Linked DNA regions of Zea mays: region 2 is linked to region 1. The links are chromatin contacts, called in public Hi-C maps. All regions are on one chromosome and are shown on one strand. Each heading gives the region's core, a stretch centred on a gene start, on an enhancer-like site or on the middle of the called end of the contact. The rest is flanking DNA. Distances are from core to core; before and after follow the strand shown.

The links. Hi-C and Micro-C count contacts between places; a contact is called where the count stands out from the background.
Region 2: a contact with region 1 is called in a Hi-C map of ear, with 1.9 times the contacts expected there. The contact joins the promoter of LOC732806 here to the promoter of LOC100280120 in region 1. A contact is called at or near these places in 2 of 25 Hi-C or Micro-C datasets (bundle sheath and ear).

Annotation. Positions count from the first base shown.
Region 1 is chr9:35,687,589-35,692,212 of Zm-B73-REFERENCE-NAM-5.0, forward strand. It overlaps LOC100280120 (Aspartyl protease APCB1), which reads left to right and starts at 3,017. Exons shown (of 9, transcript NM_001153056.2): 1 at 3,017-3,646; 2 at 3,903-4,023; 3 at 4,185-4,396; 4 at 4,493-4,624. The coding sequence starts at 3,174.
Region 2 is chr9:36,439,195-36,443,695 of Zm-B73-REFERENCE-NAM-5.0, forward strand. LOC732806 (restorer of fertility 2) reads left to right here and starts at 1,923. Exons shown (of 11, transcript NM_001112421.1): 1 at 1,923-2,275; 2 at 4,355-4,501. The coding sequence starts at 2,176.

The sequences.
Region 1 (4,624 bases), core at 1,767-4,266:
TTAATCATTTAATCTTAAAATTCAACGGCTCTTTTTTTAGAGACAGTTGTAGGAATATATGCGTGTGTGTGAGTGTGAGCGCGTACATGTTGAGTGTCTATGTCCGTACGACAAAAAAACTATGTACTCATATGTATCATGAAAGGGTAGTCAATTGCAAGGTGTCGAGAAATAGTGGTCCTAATAATATAATAATGATGACGCTCGATCGATGGTAATGACGGGTTCATATAGCTGCACACCAGACTGTACAAGCGCAACCAACCAACCAAAAGTCCAAAACCAAGTTAAGAACTCAAATACTAGGGCTGCGCATGCGTGGGTTAACATGAATTTGGGTCAGTTTTTGACCCACCCATTTCTAGACTGGTTTATATTATGAGTTACTCGGTTCCAACGATACATACTCCTACAGCTTATTAGCGGCATATTAGCGGGAAGGACCTGATGTCCTGATGCATGCAACGAGGGTAGAAAGAAATATGACCAACTTGTAAAAAAAATAGACAGCTCTTTGCTAAAAAAATAAAATAAAATACCTTTATAGTGTCAAAATTGCATTGGGTTTGTCATTATTTTCTACACATGCAGAGCAAGTGCATTTTTAACAAAATCGTTTAGGAAAACGACTCCTTTTTTTATTTGACGTATAAGACAAATGTCCATAGTGCTCACAATATCAGGCGTAGGGTCGCGAACCTGACATGGATGGCAGGTGCTGGGCAGGGAGGCGACAACGAGCGCTATAGAGGGGCAGGGCGTGATGCAGAGAGGGGGGCACCGAAGAGGGACATTACCGGGAGCTGGGGAAGAAGCCGCTTGGAGTTAGTTTTTTCGGGTGCGACTTCTCCCGCAAATATGGCTCCAACTGTTAATTGCTCTTTCTTGATAGCTGTTTTTTTGGCACCATTTGGGAGGGCTCTTGCAAGAGCTGGAGCTGGTTTGGAGCCCTCCCAAACATGTCTATAGTAGAGAGCAAGGTTACAAAAACCAACGATAAATCGTCTGATTTCTCGGAACTGTGGGACCCGAGGACATTTTTCCATCCGTTTTTTTTCTAAATTTCGTTCCAAATTTAATAAGTTTGAAAAAATAGGAAACAGAAAATATGATAAAATACTAGATGTTTTTCTAGTATATCTCATAATTTTATTTTTGTTTTTCAAATTAACCATCATTTTTGTTAAAAACAAAGAAAACGGGTAGAAAAACAACGAAAACTATAAAAAATACCGGTTTCTCGTCGAGAAATCTCCGAAAAACTGTTTTGTTTGAATTTTAAAACATAACCCGGTCAAAAAATTTGGAAAAAAACGACAAAGACTGGTTCCCCGGTAAAATTTGACGGTTCCAAAAATGGTTTGTCGAAAAATGATTATTTGAAAATTTTGAATTAAAAATGCCAAACCAGTCCGTTTTTCCTGGTTTTTACAGTTTTTCGGCGAAATTCCGAAACCTGGTGAGCGGTATTTAAACTTAAAACGGTAAGGTAAACCGTAGTAGGTAGAGAGCAAATGATCTACTCCATCCGGATAGCTTTGGTCCTCCTTGGTTAAAGGTTTTTTTTTTCTCGAACGCGCAGGAGGACTGCACGTCATTATATTAAGAAAGGAAAAGGTCCAAGAGGACCAAACTACAATGCCCGTAGGGCAAACAGAACACTTGACCACACTCTAAACCCTGCTCATAATAGCAGGAAGACCAAAACTTGCTAGCTGCTTAGCCCCAGCCCTCTCCCAACAACTTAACTCATTCAGAAATAAGCTTTTAACAAAACACATGGAAGGGTTTACACTATCAAAAACAGCTTTGTTTCTAGTCAGCCATATGCACCAAGACCCCAAAATAATGAGACTGTTGAAGCCTTTCTTTCTGAATTTGGGCACCTTCTTAAGCGCCTTCCTCCACCAATCAGCAAATGAGATTTCATCAACAGCAGGAATGAGATCCCCAAGACACAAGGGAACAAGAATAGCATGCCAAAATTGCCTGGCAAAACTGCAAGTACACAAAAGATGTTGCACTGTTTCCTGCTCTTGGTCACAAAGAACACAAACAACCGGATGTTGCAGCCCTCTCCTCCTTAGTCTATCAGCAGTCCAACACTTATTCCTTATCGTCAGCCAGAGGAAGAACTTGCATTTTGGGGGAGCCCAGGATTTCCACAAACGTTTCCATGGCTCAAACGAAATTGAACCCATGAAAAAAGCCTTATAGCAGGACTTTGAGGAGAACATCCCAGAAGAAGAGTGCATCCAAACATGTCTGTCAGCATCATGAGAGAGCCTAACGTTCCCCAAAGTATCCCACAACAACAGGTATTGCTGCAACCCACTCAAGGAAAGAGCACCACGAATATCACTGACCCAATGCCAATTATCCAGAGAGCCTGTGCCACCGTTCTAGAAGAATACGCCTATAGAATATTGTTTCAAACTTCAAAGGTATACGTATACTATTCGGCCGTATTTACTGAGAAGTTTGTACATACTAGTATATTTCCATAATTGTCACGCCGTGAAAACACCCCAGCGCATTAATTAATTCTAGAAACATACGTAGCTAGTCCACCACTAACTAGATGGATTGCCACACCACCAACAGCAAACATCACGCTGGTTTACAGCTTACAAGTGGCCACGACAGTGACAGGCAGGGAAGCGCCGTGCTCGTGCTGCGCATCCATACGATGCGACGCATACGGCCGCAACACGCGCGACGAGCGAGAGAGAAAGAGCAACGGGACCGACCTCTTTTTTTTTCCTGGGCAACTGAATCGCACGCGGAAATCCCCGTCATGCCCCCCAGAGGGACCACTAGCGGCCCCGCCCCGCCCCGCCCCCACCTCGCGGCGGCTCAAGTCAAACCGGGCGCGCTATACCTATAGCCAGCGCCATCCGCGACCCGCAGGCAGGCCTCAGCGGGGTCGTCGGGACTCGGGACTCGGTCCTCGGATTCGGAGGCGGACCAGTGATATACCAAACCCAGGCCGCGAAACAAACCAGTCGCCGACCTCCCTCCATCCTTCCCTCTCAGGCACGCAGCTCGCGTGGCATTGCGTTGCGCGGCCTGCTTCTCTCCGGTCTCCACCGCGCCGCGATCGACAGCCCGGCCAGCGAGCTCCTCTCCTCCGCCTTCTCCTCTTCTACCGCTCCCGATCACGCGGCCGCGACATGGAGGACGACGAGGGGAAGAAGCAGCACCAACGGATCATCCCCAACGCCAACGGCCACGTCATGATCGTGGTCCCCGACGACGCGCACGCGCACGCGCTGCCCGCCTCCGCCTCCGCTCCTCCTCGTGACGCCGACGGCCCAGACGAGGAGAGCGGGGACGAGGAGGAGCGGACGCCGGCGGGGGCCACGTCCTCGCTGTGGCGAGCAGCGGTGCTGGCGCTCGCGGCGCTGGCGCTGGCGGCGGCGGCCTACGCCTGCCTGTACGCGGGTGGGGACGACGACGCCGGCGCGGCCTGGCGCCTCTTGGAGGCGCGGCGGCAGGAGGACGGCGGCGACGACGAGCACCCGGGCGGCCGCACGTCCTTCCTGCTGCCGCTCTACCCGAAGCCACCACGCCGCGGCGGCGACGACTGGCCGCAGAATTCCACGTTATTCCCGCACTCGCTCGCCGGCAACCTCTTCCCGGAAGGGTACGTGCAGTGCAGTGCAGGGCGCTGCTGCAAGGATTCGGTTCCGTACTCCGTAGTTGCGTCCTCCGTTCCTTTCGATGTTGTTTTTAGTTTTTACATCCTCTCGAACAAAACTGACCGGGTTTCTACGAATTTGTTCTTTCCTTGTTGTTTAATTTAACTGCCTTTTTGCCGGAGAAGGACTGCGTCCTCCTTTGTTATTTATTAGCATCGCATTGTTTCCCATTCCTTTTAAATGTTTACCCCGTACGTGCAGGCTATACTACACCGCTATCTCTTTGGGCAGTCCTCCAAGGCCTTATTTTCTTGACGTCGACACTGGGAGCCACACAACATGGGTCCAGTGCGACGCGCCGCCATGCGCGAGCTGTGCAAAGGTATGCGCATAAAGCTTCAGCCACATGCTCGACGACGATGCTCTGCTTTACTACGATGTTGTTTGTGGCATGACGAGCTTAATAATCGGTGGAAAAACACGAAGTCCCCATTCCAAAATTCTTTAATCCTGTAATGAAAACATTGTCCGATGTTGTTTCAGGGAGCTCACCCTTTATATAGGCCCGCAAGGACGGCGGATGCACTTCCTGCCAGCGACCCACTTTGTGAAGGAGCCCAGCATGAGAACCCAAACCAGTGCGACTATGAGATCAGCTATGCCGACGGAAGCTCCTCCATGGGCGTTTATGTAAGGGACAGTATGCAATTCGTCGGCGAAGATGGTGAAAGGGAGAATGCAGACATTGTGTTTGGGTATGGGCCAACCTTCCAATATGCATGTACAATAGCGATTGCTGTTGATTACCACTTCGTTTAAGAAATTAACTGCCGTTTGTCTTCCACATACAGGTGCGGGTACGACCAGCAGGGAGTTCTTTTGAACGCACTAGAAACCACCGACGGAGTTCTCGGCCTGACCAACAAGGCACTGAGCCTTCCTACACAGCTAGCCAGCAGAGGTATCATTTCCAATGCGTTCGG
Region 2 (4,501 bases), core at 673-3,172, 750 kb after region 1:
GACAGCACTGCCTGACGGTACATAACGCTTTCTCTGTGTGAGCCCGCCCACTTCAAGCATGACTACAAACGCGATTAGGCGGCGATTCACAGAATTTCATAAAATGATTTTTTCTCTCTCTCTAGATGATAACTTTTTAACTAATAGTTACTTGCTACCTCATAGATCCAATTTCAAGCATGACTACCTAAGCTTAACTAATTTAAATTATTATTTTTTTTGTCCAAACTAGTAAGTAGGCCTAACTCATAGATCCAAATATGCCCTAGCCCACGGACATACTTGCAGCCGGCGACAACTAATTTCACCATAGTATCCTACTACCAATGTCATAATTACTGCTTTCCTTGGTTAATCCCATAATTTCAACGGCCAGAAATGAAGATGAGGTAGTTTTTTTTTCTTCCCTTAAATTAGAAAAGTCCACGGCCTCACCATCTGAACCTGCTGGCCTGGTGCAGCTAGTAGTTCACACACCCCACCACCCTTTTGTGGGCCCCACATCCATCCCATCCACAGCGCCAGCCTCATCATATATCCATTCAGATCAAGTATAATAATAAGCTCTAAACCTGACATTAAAAAGTAGAGCGAGTAATGTTTTATGTAAGAGCTAGGTGTTACATGAGTTTAAAGATAAAATGATGAAAAAGAAAAAGACGAGAGATTTATCTAAGAGCCAACCTTAAAATCAGCTTTATTATATAAGTGTGTTTATTATTGGTTCTAGTTCTAGATGATATAATCTATACTATACTTAAAGCTACAAATAACCCCTCACAGCTATTTCAAATTAATCTGCTGCACGTCTATAGATGCCAAACGATGCCCGACACGGGCTAGATGCATGCGGGCCACAACTATAGCACAGGCACGTCATGTCAGTCTGCTAACTATGTCGGGCCAGCCCGTTAGCCCGTCGATCCATTTAATTAAATCGGCACGCGGGCCACAATTATGGCACAAACACTTCATGCCGGTCTGCTAACTGTGTCGGGCCAGCCCGTTAGCCCGTCGATCCATTTAATTAAATCAGCGTAAAATATTAAAAAAATGGTGCAGGAGGTGGGGTTCGAACACATGCCCCTGATAGAAGAAGTGCAGGAGACACTAGGTGAAACTGTCTAACCACTAGAACATCACACTAAGATATTTTTAATATTGAATATAAATTGTATATAGGTATATACGTTTTTTTGTAAAATAGAAAAATAATCGTGTCGGGCCGGGCCAGCACTACGGGCCGAGGCTACAGCCCAAGCACGACACGACGTTCTTGGCTCTTGAAAGCATTAGGTCGTTTCTGAGACCACAATGGACTACATGGTGTTTGAGGTTGCTGAATTGGATGGAGCAGCAATGATTTGTCACACTAACAACAAAATGAAAGGTTATTTGTTGGTTTTAAACGTTAGTAATTGCTATGAAGTAGCATAAGTTATATGGAGCGTATCCAGTTTTATTGATGCCTGATTTTAGCAATCACTCCATATTTTGATTTATCTTTTTTATAAGTTTGACTTGGGACTTATTTTAGAAACTTGATCTCATAAACTCTCTTATTTGGTCTCTGTATGATGAAATTATGTCATTTTATAATCTCTATTCATTCAGTCAATCGTTGTGAACTCTCTTCTAATCGCTCACTTTATTGGCCGTGTTGTACCAAGACATATTTGCATGGAGTAAACAATAACATCAGTTAGCCAAATCAAAAAATATATTATACAGAGAGCGGAGACAATCAATAAAAAATCTTGAAATTTTTTGATGGATAGTTTACGTGGGTATTGTTGTAAGCCGTCGCGGGCAACCGACTAGTAAGAATTTAAAGCTAACAATAAACTTTATTATTAAACTTGCTCTTAAAATAACGCCATAAACACCCTCGTTTTCCCATTCGAGCCCTGAAATCCCAAAAGCCCAAACCAAATCCAAGCGCAAGAGGGGGCAAAGCCGCAAAGGGGGAGGCACCAGGCACCGGCAGCCATTACTTACTGGTCCTCACTCCCACACCAACCAACCAACCTCCTCTGCCTGCCGCTTCTCCTGCTGCGGGCGGGCACTGCTGCAAGTACTAGAGGAGGACATCCGCTTCCATTACTGCGCCTGCGGAGGATCGGAGGAACCAGTAGCGGAGGCTTCGATTTTCGGCGGGCGCAATAAATTTCCCGCATGGCTCGGAGGGCCGCGTCCTCGCTCGTCTCCCGCTGCCTCCTGGCGAGGGCCCCTGCCGGCGCGCCGCCCGCTGCCCCCTCTGCGCCGCGCAGGACAGGTATTGTTTCGATTCATTGCTCCGGGCTTCTTGGACCTCACAATATGCCCGTACCACTAGTACACTGCTATGGATTTTGGTCTTGCGGCGGTCCCTGTTTCGTGTTCGTAACAGGATTTTTTTGTTCTCTATTTTTTTTGTATTACGGGTTCCTGATCTTGTCTTTGATCTTGTCTTTGTTCATGATGATACCACCGCATGCCCCCACCTCTGTTTCCCCCCGGGTTTCTTTGTTCGCTTCAAGGGGATCGGGATAAATATGTCGTGTGGTGTCATCTTTTTCTTGTTGCGCTTTGGATCTGATCAGTCGAGCAGGCATCACTATCTGAATTCCTGGGTGTTTAAAACTTGTGATGCCCGTGTGTAGAGGTGCGGTCTTTAGATTGTTGTCAGATTTGGCTTGCTTCCTTTTGCTCCATAGATCACTGCTGACGTAAAGGTTGTTGAACCTTGTAGATTTCGCCTTCTTTTTTTTTCAAAAAAAATATAAAAACACATACATGATTTTCACATGTAATCTCTCTACAATTAGTATCGCCTTTAGATTGTTGTCAGATTTGGCTGGCTTCCTTTTGCTCCATAGATGACTCCTGACGTAAAGGTTGAACCTTGTAGATTTCGCTTTTTTTTAAAAAAAAAACAAAAACACATACATGATTTTCTCATGTAATCTCTCTACAATTAGTTCTTCTGAGTGATCACCTCATCTTCATTTCTCTTGCTCTGTCTACCACTAGCTGTGTGTACAGTACCAGTCCTCATCTCTTGGAGATATCGGCCACTCGACTCTTCTGTCCAACGTCGCCTTTACCCACCATCGTCTTGCGTGCCTTCTGCAATTATGGCCATTTCCAATTCCACCTTTGCCCTCACCCTTAGGACTCGGGATGTGTGACTTCTTGGCCTTGTGCGTCATCACTGACACTGAGAGTCATGGCTTGAATAGGTGTTTGGACTTTTCCGCTCCACAGATAAGAATTTTCCGGGATACGATAAGATGCCGATTTTTTCCTCCGGTCCTTGTCAGCACTGTGGAAAACCAGAGCTTTTGGTTCTCTGCAATTTTGTTTGCTACCCCCAACTGCTTGATATTGGATTATTGGTGGCTGGCCACTCACGAAATTCTACAGATTGTAAAGGACAACCATGATCTGTTTACGTCAAGAAATTCATGATCAACTTAGTGAAATGTCAAAGGTAGCCAGTTCTGATGTAACAGAACAAAGCATCTTCCATCTATTGCTTTACGCAACATTGCCATTAGCCCAGTGCCACAAAATGATGTGTTCCAACCTCCTTCTGTTCTGCTACAAAATCTTCAACAAATATAGTGTGGTAATTTCAATTCACTATTGCTGAATTCCAAGAAAAAAAATTCACCACGTGTGTGAAATAGCGCTATATGTATAGAAACAAAAAGGATATATCACATACAATGCGCCTTTGTCTTGCTATGCCATGTTTAGGGATATTCATGCTTTGGGGCACCAGATATGGTCAGAATGTCTCTTTTAGGACTAATTTGAGAACTCTATTTTTCCAAAAGATTCCTATTTTCCCAAGAGAAAATAAACTAATTTCTCTTACGGGGCGTTTGGATCCCTTCATTTTAAAGGAATTGGAATTCACTCAATAAAGTAACTTATTTAGTTTGGAATTTGGCATTCCACCACTTTCCAAAGTTCAGATATAAGACTATCTCAAATTCATAGGGTGTAGGATAGGAAATGATTTTATGCATGATTAGAATTTGTTTCTAATATGTAACTTACATGACACTCTTCGTTCTACTCCTTTATAGTAAAAATGTAGCAAATAAATATTTAGGACATCTTGCTAATAATAGTATACAAATATATTTTGTATAAAAGTGAATTAGCTTAATTGGTATATGACTAAATTACTATTATTAGAATAGAATTCAATTCCAGTGATCCAAACGGGGCGTTAGGAAAATAGAAATCCCTTCCCTTAGCCATATATAAAGCCAGGCCTCATTTAATGTATTTGTTTCTCAGAAATTCGCTACTATGTTTCTATGAGTCTTGGCATCTATGAGTAAATAGCATATTACCACAGTGCCTGCAGATGGGATGCACAGGCTGTTGCCAGGTGTCCTTCAGAGGTTCAGCACTGCAGCAGCAGTAGAGGAGCCCATCACGCCGTCAGTCCATGTGAACTACACAAAGCTCCTCATTAATGGGAACTTTGTTGATTCCGCATCCG